2 separate regions of the Sus scrofa genome follow, and region 2 is linked to region 1. The links are chromatin contacts, called in public HiChIP or PLAC-seq maps. All regions are on one chromosome and are shown on one strand. The core of a region is the stretch at or near the end of the contact, and the rest is flanking DNA. Distances in the headings are between cores, read along the strand shown. Region 1 has its middle 110 kb from the start of MAP3K8. Region 2 overlaps SVIL (supervillin).

Region 1 (3,531 bases), core at 578-3,077:
GCGTATGGACGTTCCTGGGCCAGAGGTTGAATCAGAGATGCAGCTGCCAGCCTACACCACAGCCACGGCAACACCAGATCCGAGTCACATCTGCAATGTCGGTTACTTAACCCACCGAGCGGGGCCAGGAATCAAAACCACATCCTCAAGGACATTATGTGAGGTCCTTAACCTTCTGAGCCACAAGGGGAACTCCCAGAGATTAACTTTAGTGCCATCTCTGAATCAAAGCGGCTTCTACCCTTTGGGGAGATGGTTTAGGACCGTTCTGAAGATTAGGGCCCTTCATAAATAACATCAATAATGGATGATTTTCTTTAACTAGTTTGGTGCCATGTCTCCCAGCAGAGGCAGCCTCTTAGGGACCCTCTGCCTTACAGGACGCTAAGCTTCTGGTGCTTCTGGCGTCAGGTACGGGGTGGGTATTCCTTTGACGTGCCGGAAGGTGAGCTGGGAGCACGCTGATACAGATCAGTGTGCAAACCCATCACTCCAGCCAGGGGCGGTCTTGCCCACTGTCCCTGAGCCGCCAGACCGTCTCGTCCCCTTACATCTCATCCTGGCCAGACTGCTGGCCCCACCCGGACACCCTCCCTCCTTCCTTCACCCAGATGACTCACTGTCCCCAAGCAGTTGGGCAACACAGTGGTTTGAGGCTTCACATGCGATCAGATCTGGGCTGGGGCTTACAAGAGCAAATCCCTTCATCTCCTGGAGCCTCAGTTTCCTCCTCCGTAAAATGGGAATAAAGGCTGGAGCTACATCCCTTGGTCCCTGGGTCTATTGATACACGTACTGGTCCAGGGAGGGTTCAATACACAGCAGCTACTCTTTATTTTCTTTTCAGGGCCGCATCCATGGCCTGTGGAGGTTCCCAGGCCAGGAGTCGAATCGGAGTTGCAGCTACCAGCCTATGTCACAGGGACAGCAACACGGGATTCGAGCCATGTCTGCAACCTACACTACAGTTTACAGCCACACTGGATCCTTAACCCACTGAGTGAGACCAGGGCTCAAACCGGCATCCTCAGGTTCATTACCAATGAACCACAATAGGAACTCAAATAGCAGCTACTCTAAAAGAAATCCTATGTTATAGAGAATGTTGAAGGCAACCTGAGGGAGACGATTTCTCCTTTCACAAATTAAAAGTGAGGTACAGGGAGTTCCTGTCCTGGCTCAGTGGTAACAAATCTGACTAGGATCCATGAGAATGCAGGTTCGATCCCTGGCCTCGCTCAGTGAGTTAAGGATCCTGTGTTGCTTGGCTGTGGGTAGGCTGGCAGCTGCAGCTCTGATTCAACCCCTAGCCTGGGCACTTCCATATGCCACAGGTGCAGCCCTAAAAAGACCAAAAAAAAAAAAATTTGAGGTACAGAAGATTGAATGATTAACCAGCACATCTGGCCCCAGAGGCCAGGTCCACGGCACCCGGGGCAGCCTCTGGCCTCACCGTGCAGTGCTGTTTCCAAGAATTATATCTTTATATGCACCTGGGTCTTCCCAGACTGCTCAAATTTCCTTAAAAGTAGGTATCATAGGCTACCTGATGGACCTTCGCATGCTTTCACAGGGCCAAGGTCAAGGCCAGCACTTAGAAGCAAATAAGCCAGTTCTTTCTGTTTCTGAGAAAGTACAACTTGTGGAACCACGTCCAGCACAGACTCTGGTTTCTCTACCTCCTCAAGGTCAAATTCAAATAGTAACCCTCCAACTTCCCCACAACCGAATACACCATTTTCAAAGGTCTCTGCTCACTCCACACACTAAGCCAACATCACGGGGAGAGCTTTGTCCTTGGAGACCAAACTGGGCGGTTCTCTTATATTTGTTGTATTCACACTTCCTGTAAGACACCTCCACCACCACAGCTCTGTGTTTTACTCTGGGAGTCACAGTGACTTAGCATATTAAATCTTTCAGAGCTCCATTTTTAGAAACATTACTAAATTCCAGTGTTATTTGCGTGACCTTTCTATACAGTTTTTTTTTTTTTTTTTTTTTTTTTTTTTTTTTGGCCGCATCAGCAGGGTGTGGAAATTCCTGGGCCAGGGATTGAACTTAAGCCACAGCTGTGACAACGCCAGCTCCTTAACTTGCCGAGCCACCAGGGAACTCCTCCTTTCCGCACAGTCTTATTGTGTCCATATCTTACATTAAAAGAAGGATGTTTTGGAGCCTCCCAGAACGTGGTGTTTCCGTCTCTGTCTGGGGAGAGAGCACGAGGAAGGGAAAGTAGGGACGTGCCAAACACGTGCAGGGCCTGTGAAGCAGTGCATGTGGCCAGAGCGGACCACAGGCACAGACCTGGCCAACTTACGCAAAACTTAACTGGACCATGAATTATTTCATCTGCTGGTCCGAAGCTGTTTACCTGGTGGTAAAACATTTCCTTGTGGAGCTGTGATTTCTTCTGGCCATTTTTCAGGAGGAGCAAATGATCTACCATGTTGGTATCTTTATTTTATTTTATTTTTTTTAAGGCCCACACCCATGGTATATGGAAGTTTGAAGGCTAGGGGTCGAATTGGAGCTGTTGCTGCCAGCCTACACCACAGCCACAGCAATGCCAGATCCCAGTGGCGTCTTTGACCTACACCATAGCTCACTGCAATGCCAGATCCTTAACCCACTGAGCAAGGCCAGGGATTGAACCCATGTCTTCATGGATACATCGGGTTCATTACTGCAGAACCACGATGGGAACTCCCTACGCTGGTATCTTTATGAAACTATCATCTCAGCAAAGCCTGGCCCTTCAGTCCCTCACATGCATCATGATGGGCAGTCCAGTCCTTTAGGGCTTGGCCTCCGTCTGACCACACCCACCTGCCTTCAACTCTTGGCTCAACACTTACCACTGGCAAAAGTTCGAACAGTTATTTAATCTCCCAGAGACTTCATGAACTCGTCTACGCAATGGGACTGAGAACAGCACGACCCATCTAGTAGGGTAGTGAGGATTAAGAAGATATTAAGGGAATAACACTGTTCCCTGTACATAGCGAGCATGGGATTAACCACCACGGCAAGATGCTGGGGGGGGGGGTCATAATAATTTGCTTTGTGTGACATGGAGAGGGGTACCCAGTTACCACCCGTAAGGCACAAGGTGTGTTTCTCGCTGTGACCATAGTGAGGGTGATTCCCAGGGGATTACTTCCACCTTCCTTCCCAAGGAGCTTCCCTCGTGCATGTCGACAAGAGAATTAATGGCAGGAGTTAAAGCAAGTCACAGAGACCTGACACAAAACCGCATGCCATCACGCCAAATGGCCACCTGTTCCTTTTAACGTACAATTGGGTTACGTCACAAAGCCATTGACTCTGGTAGACTGGATACCCCATCGTGAGATGCTAGGTAAGCTATCAGTAATAAGCACATGTCAGCTTCAGGTTTAGGCTTTCCACACTCCATTAAAGGGCAATTTGGCAAAATATTGAACCATAAAAAAATAGTCATTTCCTTTAACCCACACCCGTAAACTTAGCCTAAAGAAATAGCTCAAAGGAAAGGGTTGAAGGTGCAAA
Region 2 (3,531 bases), core at 672-3,171, 630 kb after region 1:
GGAGAAATTTGGAAATTTGTTACGGAAACAATTTTGGAATTCTTTTGACAAATTCCAGCACCTCCTTTTTTTTTTTTTGTCTTTTTGCCTTTTCTAGGGCCGCTCCTACAGCACATGGAGGTTCCAAGGCTAGGGGTTTCCAATCAGAGCTGCAGCCACCGGCCTACACCACAGCCACAGCCAACGTGGGGATCCGAGCCGCGTCTGTGACCTACACCACAGCTCACGGCAACGCCGGATCCTTAACCCACTGAGCAAGGCCAGGAATTCAACCTGCAACCTCACGGTCCCCAGTCGGGTTCGTTAACCACTGCGCCACGATGGGAACTCTGCAGCACCTCTTGAAGATTGAAAACAACAACAACAAAACTTAAAAATACAGAAACAAACCAGAAATCAGAGAGAACGTCTTCAGCCTAAAAAGAGCATCAGTGAAAACCCCATAGCTAACCTCGTACTTAATTGTGAATGATTGACTGCTTTCCCCAGGAGCAAGCCAAGGATGCCCATACTCATCACATCTGTTCTCTATTCCACTGGGAGGTCTAGCCAGGGTGGTGAGGAAAGACTATGAAAGGCTTCTGGATTGGAAAGAAAGAAGTGAAACTGTCTGTATTTGCAGATGACGTGATCTTGGGTATGGAAAATCTTAAGGCATCTACTAAACTGTTAGAACGAACAGACATGTTCAGAAGCGTTGCTAGCTACAAGATTAATATACAAAAATCAATTGTAATGCTGTACACGTGTAATGAGCAACGTGAGATGAAATTCAGAAAATCATTCCTGTCACGATAGCACAAAAACGAATGAAATACAAGCATACCTTGGAGATACTGCGGTTTGCTTCCAGACCCCTGCAATAAAGTATCTGGATAAAGCAGGTCACATGAATATTTTGGGTTCCCTATGCATATAAAAGTTATGTTTACACTGTAGTCTATGAAGTATGCAACAACATTAGGTCAAAAACAACAATGCACATGCCTTAATTTTAAAATGTTTTACTGCTAAAAAATGCTGACTATCCTCTGAGCCTTTAGTAAGTTGTAATCTTTTTGCAGTAGTGAATCACTGATCAGGAGTTCCCGTCGTGGCTCAGTGGTTAGCGAATCTAATTAGGAACCATGAGGTTGCGGGTTTGATCCCTGGCCTTGCTCAGCGGGTTAAGGATCCGGCATTGCCATGAGCTGTGGTGTAGGTCAAAGACGTAGCTCGGATCCTGCATTGCTGTGGCTCTGGCAATGCAGGCTGGTGGCTATAGCTCTGATTGGACCCCTAGCCTGGGAACTTCCATATGCCATGGGAGCGGCCCTAGAAATGGCAAAAAGACACACACACACACACACAAAGATCACTGGTCACAAACTGCAATAGCAAATACAACAATAATTTTAGAAAAGTTTGAAATATTGCTAGAAGTACCCAAATGTAACACAGAGACATAAAATGAGCAAATGCTGTTGGGAAAATGGCACCAATAGACTTGCTCAATGCAGAGTTGCCACAAAAATCTTCTCTTTGTAAAAAATGCCATATTTGCGAAGTGCCATAAAGTGAAGTATAGTTAAATGAGGTCTGCCTGTACTTAGGAGTAAATGTAATTAAAGAAGTTTAAAACATGCTCTTAAAACTGCAAAATATTGAAAGACATTGAAGAAATTCCTAAATAAGTGGAAAAACATCCTGTGTTCATGAGTCAGGTGACTTACTATTATTGAAATGGTGATACTCTCTCAGTTGAGTTTCAGTGTAACTCCCTAACCATAGTTTCAGTTCAGTCTCTATCAGAATCTTAGATGGATTCTTGGCAGAAATTGACAAGCTGACTCTAAAATTCATATAGACATTTAAGGGACTCAGCAGAGCTATATCAGTCTTGAAAAAGAGCAGAATTGAAAGACTCACCCTTCCTGATTTCAAAACTATATGCAAAACTGCAGTAATCAAGACAGTGGTTCTGGGGAGTTCCCATCATGGTTCAGCAGTAATGAACATGACTAGTATCCACAGGGACTTGGGTTTGATCTCTGGCCTTGCTCAGTGGATTAAGGACCTGGCATTGCCATGAGCTGTGGTGTAGGTCACAGATCCAATTAGCCGAGACAGTTCACTGGCATACAGTCTGTTCAACAAATGGTCTAGGACAACTGGATGTCAACACGCCAAAGAATAAAGTTGGACTGAACCTTATGCTTGATACAAAAGTTAACCCAAAATGGAGTTCTTGGAGTTCCCGTGGTGACTCAGAAGTAGTGAACCTGACTAGTATCCCTGAGGATGCAAGTTCGATCCCTGGCTTCACTCAGTGGATTAAGGATCCAGCATTGCCATGAGTTACAGTGGATCTGGTGTTGATCCACTTGGATCTGGTGTTGCTATGGCTGTGGAGTAGGCTGGTGCCTATAGCTCCGATTCGACCTCTAGCCTGGGAACCTCCATAAGACATGGCCCTAAAAAGACAAAAGAGAAAAAAGAGTTCATTGGTGGTTTGGTGGGTTAAGGATCCGCCATTGTCACTGTTGTGGCCTCAGTCACTGCTGTGGAGCATGTCTATTCCTGGCAGCCAGCCAGGGAGGCAGGAAATGGGAGAGCACCAGGCCCCTGATTTTGGAAGGAGGGAGGAACCACAGAGCTGGTGGGACTGAGAGGTCAGTGATTGGAGGATGAAGTGTCTGCTGGAATCGCCAAGGCAGATGTCCATGACCTTGAGAGGAGTTCAGCCATGAGGACTCCAGACCTGAGTGGGTTGAGGAGGGATGCGAATGAGGGCGGGGAGGCAGTGAGGCACCTGTGCCTAAGGTTCTGCTGAGCCACACCCTGGGGGAAATTGCTCCTGGGTCCCTTCTTGCTTGGCGGAACTACTCCATGGTGGTGGGGTTTGAAGGCCACCTCCTCCTTAGAGCCAATGCTTTACAGGTATAAGTCCTGCATCTGAGGAGCTGCCTATTGTAGGTTAAGTGGGGCAGGAGGGAATTGCTAGGCTGGGGTCCAGAGAAGGGGCCTCATGCTTTGTCCTCTGATGGTTTTGATTTTCTTTGATGTTTTGATTGGGAAGAAGCTGAGAGAAGGATTTCATTCGCATGCTTTTGCAAAATTAGTTAAAATTGTTTAAAAATCTTCATCTGAGCTGGAGAGAGTATGGAGAAAAGGGAACCCCCTACACTGTTGGTGGGAATGTAAGTTGGTGCAACCACTATGGAGAACAGTATGGAGGTTCCTCTAAGCACTGAAAATAGAGTTACTATATGATTGAACATTTATCTAGAAAAGATAAAAACTCTAATTTGGAAAGATCCCTGCGCCTCAGTGTTCATAGCAGCACAATTTACAATAGCCAAGGAAGGCATGGAAGCAAACTAAGTGTCCATGCACAGATGAATGGATAAATATGTGGTCTATGGATACGATGGAATATTACTCAGCCATAAAAAAGAATGAAGTAACACCACTGGCAGCAACAATAATGGACCTAGAGAGTCTTGTACTAAGTGAAGTCAGTCAGACAAAGGCAGATATCTTAAATGTGGA

Evidence for each region. HiChIP or PLAC-seq counts read pairs in DNA pulled down with a chosen protein or histone mark.
Region 2: an H3K27ac HiChIP or PLAC-seq map of alveolar macrophages shows a contact between it and region 1. The contact joins two enhancer-like sites. A contact is called at or near these places in 1 of 47 Hi-C or Micro-C datasets (embryonic fibroblasts) and 1 of 2 datasets of contacts at active chromatin or transcription factors (alveolar macrophages).

What each region holds. Positions count from the first base shown.
Region 1 is chr10:40,631,279-40,634,809 of Sscrofa11.1, forward strand. No RefSeq gene overlaps it. Among named protein-coding and RNA genes, the nearest start is that of MAP3K8, 110 kb to the right of the region's middle. Within about 2 kb of position 1,828, at least 13 of the 83 cell types and tissues checked have an H3K27ac peak or open chromatin away from gene starts, as enhancers often do. A contact at or near this core is called in alveolar macrophages, where this site is marked.
Region 2 is chr10:41,258,755-41,262,285 of Sscrofa11.1, forward strand. All of the region lies in intron 3 of SVIL (supervillin), which reads left to right. Among named protein-coding and RNA genes, the nearest start is that of SVIL, 84 kb to the left of the region's middle. Within about 2 kb of position 1,922, at least 1 of the 83 cell types and tissues checked has an H3K27ac peak or open chromatin away from gene starts, as enhancers often do. A contact at or near this core is called in alveolar macrophages, where this site is marked.